2 separate regions of the Mus musculus genome follow, and region 1 is linked to region 2. A link is a contact called in public promoter capture Hi-C data. All regions are on one chromosome and are shown on one strand. Each heading gives the region's core, a stretch centred on a gene start, on an enhancer-like site or on the middle of the called end of the contact. The rest is flanking DNA. Distances are from core to core; before and after follow the strand shown. Region 1 holds the start of Plag1 (pleiomorphic adenoma gene 1). Region 2 holds the start of 6330407A03Rik (RIKEN cDNA 6330407A03 gene).

Evidence for each region. Promoter capture Hi-C pulls out the DNA fragments that hold promoters and counts their contacts.
Region 1: a promoter capture Hi-C map of pre-B cells shows a contact between it and region 2. The contact joins the promoter of Plag1 here to the promoter of 6330407A03Rik in region 2. A contact is called at or near these places in 1 of 39 promoter capture datasets (pre-B cells) and 1 of 9 other capture datasets (pancreatic islet).

Annotation. Positions count from the first base shown.
Region 1 is chr4:3,934,989-3,939,854 of GRCm38.p6, reverse strand. It overlaps Plag1 (pleiomorphic adenoma gene 1), which reads left to right and starts at 1,450. Exons shown (of 6, transcript NM_019969.3): 1 at 1,450-1,641. Chchd7 (coiled-coil-helix-coiled-coil-helix domain containing 7) reads right to left here and starts at 967. Exons shown (of 5, transcript NM_181391.4): 1 at 724-967; 2 at 329-476.
Region 2 is chr4:3,712,240-3,716,777 of GRCm38.p6, reverse strand. It overlaps 6330407A03Rik (RIKEN cDNA 6330407A03 gene), which reads right to left and starts at 1,814. Exons shown (of 1, transcript NR_028126.1): 1 at 1-1,814. The region is part of intron 1 of Lyn (LYN proto-oncogene, Src family tyrosine kinase); the gene reads right to left.

The DNA.
Region 1 (4,866 bases), core at 201-2,700, 220 kb before region 2:
TTTTACTGCTTTTTATTCTGGATACTAAATGCACTATAAACATGGTTTTCCTAATGTCACCTCCTTCGTATGAATTCCTGTGTTAACAGAAAAGGAAGAGGAAATGTCAATTTACATGGAGGAGTGTGGCTGAAGGACAAGATGGAGTGCCCTGCTAAAGAGGCCTTATCTGTTTACTTTTTGAAGGTGCAGGAGTGAACAACTGTTACAACACTGTACTACTTCCAAGATGACATTCAGAAAGAAAACCAGCCTGAGGGAAGACTGCAAACCTACAGCACATCTGAGAAATAGTGCTAAAATCTACTCTAAAGGGCAAACTGCTTACCAAAAAAGTTCCTGATTTCCCACTCTTCGCAGCTTTGATCCGCAGTGGGGGAAGGGCACGTTACTGAACAAGTCCAGGCCCCCCAGGCTTCTCAGAGTCTGGTCTGTGAGTGTTAAATCCGGAAACAGAAATACAGCACACCATAAACCTGGGTACAGAGTACCAGGGACAAAATGTCAAAGTACACATCACAGGGATCTGAGAGGTCGGAGACGAATCTCCAAGAATGTAACTCCCGGACCGCACCGCCTTCCGAGGTGCCGCGCCGCAGAATCGGACGGTGGAGGGCGGGCACAGGTAAACACCACAAAAGGGGCTGGGAAGGAAGGGGGCGGCGTAGAGCGGGGACCTGGGGAGGGCAAGGAGGGGAGTGACACAATCCGGGGTGCCCAGACCTGCATGGGGTCACCTTCCGCTGCCCCGGCCGGACGAATCGCGTGGCGTGAGTAGCGGCAGGAGCATGCCGCGCCGCGGAGGGTTTGGCGCCACGAACTAGGGTCTGCCCTCGGCGCAGTGCTGTCCCGGGCCTGCTGTCCAGGGAGGGAGGGGCCGGAGACCACTCACCACAGGCCACCACTCAGCCAGCACCCGGGCCGGCTGCAGTTCCAAACACGTCAGTGGCTCACGCAGCAGGACCTTAAGTAGCGCGCACCCCAACGTGCTGCCCCCGCGCCCCCCGTTCCAGCTTGTCCAATCCACGCACGCCGCTGCCAGATTGACAGGCGCGCGGAACTCTGTGAGGTTGGGGCGGGCTCAGTTCGCTCCGCCCCCGGGCAGCGGGAGGAGGGCTCAAGCAGGAGGAGCGGGTGGGACGGCGTGAGACCCCGCCTTCTCCCCGCCCCACCGCGCCCCCCGCCCTTCAGCATCGCTCTTACCACTTCGGCCTGATGGGCAGCCACGTCAACCAATGAGCTCATCTGGACCCGGCGGCGGCCGCTCGGACTGGCCAGGCCCTGGGCGGAGCGTGAGGAGGGCGGGCACCTCGGCGGGCGGGGGCCAGGGCGGGCCGGCGGGCGGGCGCGGGGCGGGGGCGGGGGCGGCGGCCGAGCGGGCGGGGGGGGGGGTGGGGGGGGGTAGGAGGCGGCGGTGGGCGCGACGTCGGCGGCTGCGGCGGCGGCGGCGGCGGCGGCGGCAGCTGCAAGTTGAGCTGCAGGGGCAGCGCATACACTACAATGGCTGCTGGAAAGAGGCGTAAGGAAACAATTTCCAGGCCCGCCGCGTCCAGCCCGAAATATGAGAAAAAAATTATTAGAAATTCCGCGGGCGGTGTAAAGGCGGCGGACGGGCCGGAGGGAGGATGTTAAAGCTCCGCGGTGAGTTCTCCGGGGGTCCGGGGCGGCGGGGAGGCGTTTAGCGGGAGGAATATCAGGGTTATTTAAATTATGGGACTAGCCGAGGGGGCAGAGGAGCCGCGGCGGCGGCAGGAGGAGGAAAAGTTTGTGCTACTCCCAGCCCCTGCTCAGGACCCCAGAGAGAAAAATAATAATAAAAAATCAAATAAAATCGTGCGGCGGGGCTGCAAGGACTCCCGAGGTCGCTGCTGACAGGGCAGGGGGCGACGCGACTGGGGACCCGAAGGTGAGGTCGGTGGGAAAAAAAAAACCCTTTTATTCAGGGTCTGGAAAGTTTGAAAAGTTTTCCTCCTCCTCCTCCTCCTCCTCTCTGGTGCTGTGAATATTGTGACAGCGGCAGCGGCAGCAGAGAGAGCGGAAGACATTAGAGACCCGAAAAATAAGGGAAAAATTAATATAAATTCGGTTTTGAGAGGAAACTCTCCGCGTTTTCCACCAAAACATCCCGGGGGAAGGTCGCTTCCCAGAGGGCCTGGCGGAGACCCGCGGTCGGCAATATTTGGGGGGTACTGGGAGTGACTTGGGGTAACTTTGCCCCCTTTTCCGAAGAGGTTTTTCTTTTCTGGAGAAATGCATTTGTTTTTGCCCTCCTGCCCAGGTGGGAGAGCCGAGTCGGGGTGCGGGGTCCGCGGGGCGCCGGACCCAGCCGGGTGGCGACGGGGGCGTAGGGGGAGGGGGTGCTAAATGAAAGCAGGAGATCGGGACGGAGCAGGGACAGCTTGTTGTCAGTATCATAAACAACCAAAATGGAGGGAGAACTCAGGCATATAACCAAATAAAAATTGTTAAAAAATCGCAAAAAATCCCTAAAAATCCGGGATGCGCCCCCCTTTCTCGCCAAAGGTAAAAGTGTGAACCGCCTTTCCCCTGAAGTCCATTTGGACTTTGCAGGGACCAAGGAGTTAATATTTATTTATTTTTTAAAACTTTCGAAGGGCAAAAGCCTTTTATAACTCCACCGACAATGAGAAAACGTGAAAATCCAATGCAAGAGAAGCAGGGGGAGGGAGGGGGAGGTGGTAGTGCAGAAACTACTAAACTTATTGGTAATGTGGACTGATCTGAGATAAGATAAACACTATATTTGCTATTTTATAACTCCCTTTTAATGATCTGTGAGGAGGTTGCTTTTTGGGGTAGGAAAAAAAGTGATGCCATTTTCTTAATAGAGTTAATATGTGTGATTGGAAGAATAAACCTTTCCGGCTTTAGATTGCATTTTCGTCGCATTTATGCCTCGGGTTTTGTTAGTGGCTCCCTCCTTTCTTTAAGCTGGGCTCTCCAGAGGAGGGGTGGAAAGGTGCTGTTGCCCAGAGAGACTGGAGGGCAAGACTGGCGAACCTTCTGGGGAGGGGTGGGGAGTTGTTTGGTTTCTCCCTTCCTGGCTCGTTTGCTTCACCTGTTCGCCCTCACTAAGGAATGTTGGACTGAAGTTTTCTGGTTTTATGTATATAAAAGGATGGTGCCTCTTGCATCACATTGATGTTAGTGGGAAAGTGCTGCTGATGTTGGTTCCACGTGGGATCTGGGACAGAGCAGGGCATTTTAAAGGGACAGCTTCTCTTTTCTTAGGGTTTTCATCACCTATGCAGACTTACAGAGGACCAAAGTCAGAGGTGCTGGAAGTGTGTGGTGATGGAAGAGCCTTCTCTTTCCATTACTCAAGTGCACCCCCCGTTTAGGAGTGATGGAGGGAGAGGAGGGATAAACAAGCCCAGCAGAAGATGGATGTGTGTGTGGCTTAGTTTTCATCCACGCTGTTCTTTTATGTAACAAGCCCTCCCAGAAACTTTTCATGTTACATTGCTTTGCTCTGGAAGCTGATTTTGGAAAGAATTGTGGAAAAATGGAAAAAGTTGAAGGTGTGTGGTGTAATGGTATAGCATTATTGAACACTTATGAATTCTGTGCAGTGAGATCAAAGAGCCATGTATGCCCATAATGGGGGTTTACAGCCATTTTGTAAAATACCTAATGCTCAGTTTGGCTTCAGGTACACTGAGGACTTCTGGTTGAAACTTACAGGCAAAGTGGTGGAGACTCCTTAACATTGTAAACAGTAGACATTTCTGGGGAGGCGGGAGTGGCTCTCATGAAGACCATGGAAAAGTTTATATATATATTTCAAAATTATATATAGTCCATCCTATGCATATGTTATAACTTTGCACTTTGAAAATGAAAATGCTTGGATATCCTGAAACCTATGGATTTGTATCTTTTCCGCTGAAATGATTTGTGTTTACCAGGAAATGTTTGCTAATCGTTAGCTCCTATCTGCTCTTGTGTCTGCTCTTGTGTCTTAGATGTCCGCAGTATTTTCAAAAGGTAAAATGTGTACATTGTTAACTGTACAGTATTTAAGATTACAACTAATCTGGGATGGAAACTACTTATATTCAGTTTCCACAGCCATATAGAGTTTGGGAAATAAATCTCTATTTTGCTTTGTTTTTACAATTTATAGAAATGGACCAAAGTAAGAACTGAGTTTTTAGACTTCTTAGGTAGTGTTCTCTTTTGCCATACTGCATAAAAATTATTTTGTGACAATCCATTGTGTGTTAGTTCCTGTTTCTAACTGACTTTTCTCAGCACTTTCTGTCCATACCTACATGAAAACAGTATCAGTGACCTGTGAGCACATCATCTTGTGGTTTCCCACTTTGGGAACAACTACAGCTTTCTAAGAAGTCACTAAGGAAAGCACAGGGGCACAAATCCCTGTGAAATCCTGATGCTTGGAAAGAGATTAAAGTCTCAATGAAGAAGATGACCCCTCCCCACCATAATCTTGTGTCCAAAGATTTCAGAATTCCATCACTACTTACAAAAAAAAAAAAAAAAAACCCTCTGAAGTTTATTTTGCATGTTCATTATGTTGCTGGCTCAAGATAGTTACTCTGACTATAAGTAGTCAGGATTATACTTTGTGCTTAAAATGCATGAGACTTTCGGATACTGAGCGGTTGCCACTTTGACAAACCAAATACAATTACCAATAAATTCAGTGTCAGTAAAAGTCAAGGCAAGTTTTGCTTTTGGTTCTGTTAGCTCATTGAGCTACTGAAGGTGTTTGGGCACTTAAAAATAGGATCTCATTCTTTGTTGTCAACCTCAACACAAGTTCACCTATTAAAATAGAGGTTATTCTTTCTCATATAGAGTAATATACACTTTGTTGGG
Region 2 (4,538 bases), core at 565-3,064:
AATGTTTTACTCCTGTAAAAACATGGTTATGCTAGGTGTGGCGTGGCACATGCCTTTAATCACAGCACTCAGGAGGCAGAAGCAGGTGGACCTCTGTGAGTTCAAGACCAGCTTAGTGTACAAAATGAGTCAACCTAGTCTACAAAATGAGTCCAGGATAGCCAACTCTGTCTCAAAAAACCCTGGTCTCAAACTCACAGAGATTAAAGGTTAACTCCACATGAACCTGGCCCAAGATTCTCAAAGCTTAACAAATAAGACACTTTACTAACTGGCTAAACGATACATTGCAGGACAATGAAGTGTCCTGGAGAGACTTTAACAGACCCCAGGAGTTTAAAATGAGAAATAAGAAGCAAAAGCCAGTGCAGATTCAGAGCTGTTCCTCTTAAAAATGAGGCCAAGAAGAGATGATATAAAAGGATGGCTCTTGGGGGTCAAGCCACCTCAGGGCACCAAGTGACAGAATGCTCTAGGGGACCTCAAGCTTTCAGGGGATATGCCATGGTGAAGGCTTGTTCCAGCACTGGCTCAGCTATGTACACCTCCCTCCCTCACATCTTAGCTTTGTGAAACCAGGTTGGCTGTGTCTGGTGTGATTCAAAACTAGCAAGTGTCAACTGCAAATCAATGGAACAGAAACAGGACAGTTTGAGAAGTTTCATGTCAAGATACACTTGACCCATTTGCGAGTGACTGTGATTATTAAAATATAACAGAAATAGGATTCTTCCTTCTAATGTATGACATCTTTTCAAACAGCATTGTGTCCTTATATCCAAAATGTATTCCAGTTTTGGATTCACTACTCGCAGAATATCTTCCATTCTAGGACTACTAGAAAAAAAAAAAACTGTAGTTGGAGGACCATGAACCAAGAGTGCCAGAGAAGCTGTGACTCAGTACTTGGGAGAAATAGGAGCCAGGGGTTAGTCTGTGTGGGTGAGGCTGGCAGAGGCTATACATCTTGAGTATGGTGTTAGGAACACACAGCATGTGACCACCAGCCAGTACTGAGGCAGTGGCTGGCACTTAGCAATTTTGCCTTCACTTTCTACATCGCTCAGAGTCCAGACAGAGACACTACTGGCTTTCCAGGGGACTAATACTCTAGGGAAGGCTGTCACTCAGTTTCAGACCATATCTTTTTATATATATATAAAATGTAAAATTGGCTCAGTGGTCCCAGCACCTGGGGTAGAGACAGGAGGATCAGTTCAGTGTCATCTTCTGCTACTTAAACTGAAGGCCCTGGCTCATAAGCAATACATAAGTAAATGCATTGTAAAAATCAGTAAGATAAAACTAAAAGGAAAAATTTAAGGTTTAAAGAACACAAAACACAAGCAAACATCATGTAATATTACAATAAAAATCCCAACGCTAAAATAAAATACAATACTTTGTACCTCTGTAGTATGTTGGAAGTTTGAAAACTTCTTTTTTTTTTTTTCTGGACAGGGATTACCTGTGTCATTCTAGCTTTGCTGGAAGTCACTCTGTAGACCAGACTGGCCTCTGCATCCCAAGTGCTAGAATTAAATGCCTTGACACTACTCCTGACACTACTTCGACATTATTTACTTTATGTATGTACTTCAACAGCATATCACAAAATTCTACCGAATTTTCATTTTTAATTAAATTCCTCACCACACTGTCCACTCAGCATGGGAAACCACAGCTGTCCAGTGTTGTCATTTCCTAGTCAAATCCAGTCCCCTCAGGTCCCATCAATTCTGTGAGAGATTTACATTTGGGTTCTGAGTTCTGGGAAGGCATGCATGAGAAAATGGTAATTTTTGATTTTCTTCCCCACGTTGATCCCCTCCCCCCCAGCAGACCTACATGATATCAACGATTACAGGATCTATGTAGAGGTGCGGTTGCCCACCAGTTGGTCCCCGTGGCATTGGTCTTCCCTCTGCCCTGTACTATGGTTATGACTAGGAACATTATTTTACATTTAAAATTCTCCAGAGACTTCCTCCCATCTATTACCTTCCCGATTTAATACAAAGGACACACAGAGAAACAAGCTTGAAAATGTGATGCTCTCTTCCGAGTGTCCTCCCAGCTCACAGCTCTCTTTGTTCTTCCTTAATGCCAGCCCGAGAATTTACCTATTTTATCATCAATCTATCTCTCATGTAAATGTAGGTCCATGAAGGCCACACTTTCTGTCAGTAGTGTACAGTACTGAATTGTCAATGAAGGACATTCTAAACCTTGCATAGCTATTGTACAATAAAGGCTACTTGGTAGGATAAATAGGCAGTAAGTGTTCAGTACTGTCCTTACAATCACCTCTCATTAGATCAAAGAGTCCTGCCTTTCTTTGTGAGCAGTACACACTCACATAGACACCGTACTGCTCACAGTCTGACAATACCCCTCTCCAGCCTAACTGTCAATCATCTGCATGGCTCCAGCAGAAAATTTCTGTCAGAGGCAGAGATTTCAACCCATGAACATGCGGTCATCTTGCCTCCTCATCTCTACTTGAGCAAGCTCTTCCCATGTAGGCAAATCTAACCAGCCCTCCAAACCAAATGCAAGGCCTGGCCAGCTGGCCTTCCACAGCTCACACATTCCTCTGCCTCGTATTTCTTCTCTCCTCAGTCACAAGTACCAACATTAATAACTCACAATGTGACTTTACGTGTGCATTGAGCCCTCAGTATTGGAAACAGGTGCAACTATTCCTTAACCCCACTGCACACACCCTGAGGGCAGGCGCAACTTCACCTCTGTCACCTCTGTCACCTCTGTGACATCATCATACTTAAGTGAAGAGAGGCATCTTGAACTCTGACACAAACAAAATCACTAGTTTCTAGGTCTCTGGGCAAACAATTGTCTGCTTCCATGCTCCTTGCAGGTACCTTAAACAGAGAAAGGAGACCGTGCAGCCTGCACCACCACAACGGCTACCTGTCACCAAGGCAGTGGCCAAGCACCATTTACTGAATCAAAGCAGACTCAGAAATTCTATGAACTATGTTTCGTGGTTTATAAAAAGCTTATAAGTAGAACCCATACTTTTATGGCCATATTTTTTTGGTTTATAATAAATTATCAATAAATGTTAATTCCCAAAGTTATTTTACTTTTAGGTATAGCTACACCAAACACTGAGCCAAACCCCACCCTACTTCATTAAGAATCGGGAAAAACTCGAAGGATTTTGGCTAAAAGACTCTTGCTTTAAAACAACCATTTTCCTGCTGTAAAGCAGAAAAAGGCCATAGTATGGGGAAATCAGGTCCCACCTGGAACTTTCATTTGTTAGTAGACACATAAACACCAGAAAAGTTTCTTAATGTAATGGTATTTACTTCATCTGTGAATTCAGATAATTCCACTCTTTCCAAGGCTATTGTGAGAACTAAGTAAAATACCAGATGCTAAATGCTTCTTAAATGGCAGGTAAACAATGGTTGTGTCCCAGCTTCCTTCCCTGTCCCCTACAGCAAAGAAAGCCAGAGTAGAGTGACTTAATCACACTTGACGGAAGAGAGGCTCCGGTGACTTTTTGAACAAACAAAATCATTAAATGTAACATGCTAAGGGCGTTGGAAAGCGGAAGCAGTTGGTGTAGGGTCAGGAAAGAAGGAGCGGACAGACAGCAAGGGAAAGAATATGCATGATGGGAACATTCTCTCATAGTGAAATCTACTGTCTTGTACAATCACCATATACTGGAGTTGGAGAGATGGCCTGGTGGTTAAGAACACTGGCTTCTCTCCCAAAAGACCAGGGTTCAATTCCCAGCACCCATATGGAAGCTCACCACCATCTGTAACTGCAATTCCAGGTATCTGACGCCCTCTTATGGCCTCCGAGGGCACCAGGCACACATGTACAGGCATATGCATGAAGGGAAAACATCCAAATACATCAAATAATAAAATGATTTTTCAAGAACAACAAAAACACGCTAATAGTTTTATTGTCAATTACACGCATATTAAAGTGTCTAGAAATGAGATATTTCATGCCTGAAGAAAGAAAATGCTACTAACAACTGCAGCACTTTGACAATCCCAGCACTTAATGATTCAGAATATGTTCCCAGTCTACCCTCAGTTCCTCTTCCTGAAACTGCGTGGTTGAAACTTCAGCTCTTTGGCTCACACTGTCTCTAGGTGACTCTATTGCTGCATGGTGTCCCTGTCCCTATGTTTACAGCCCATGCTCAAACACTTGGCAGGAAAACATTTCATGTTTACAGATTGTTCTTTATCAATTGGCTTTCACATTTCTTCTTGATTCTATCCACGGGGAAGTGAAAAAAAATAGACTTCTACTTTGTCCCCTCAGCATCAAGAAGCAGGGGAGACAGGAGGCCCAGCCCCAGAGCCGTCCCTTTTCTCCTGTGAATGTGGAATGAACAAAGCTGCCTCTCAGCCCTCAGTCTTCCAAGCCTGCCACCTCAGCCAGTGTGTTCAGCTTCTCACCCCCAAGGGCATGTCCTCCCTCTCCAGGACCCCATGGCTTCTTGGCCTACTCCCCAGATGCCTCACGCTGAGCAGGAA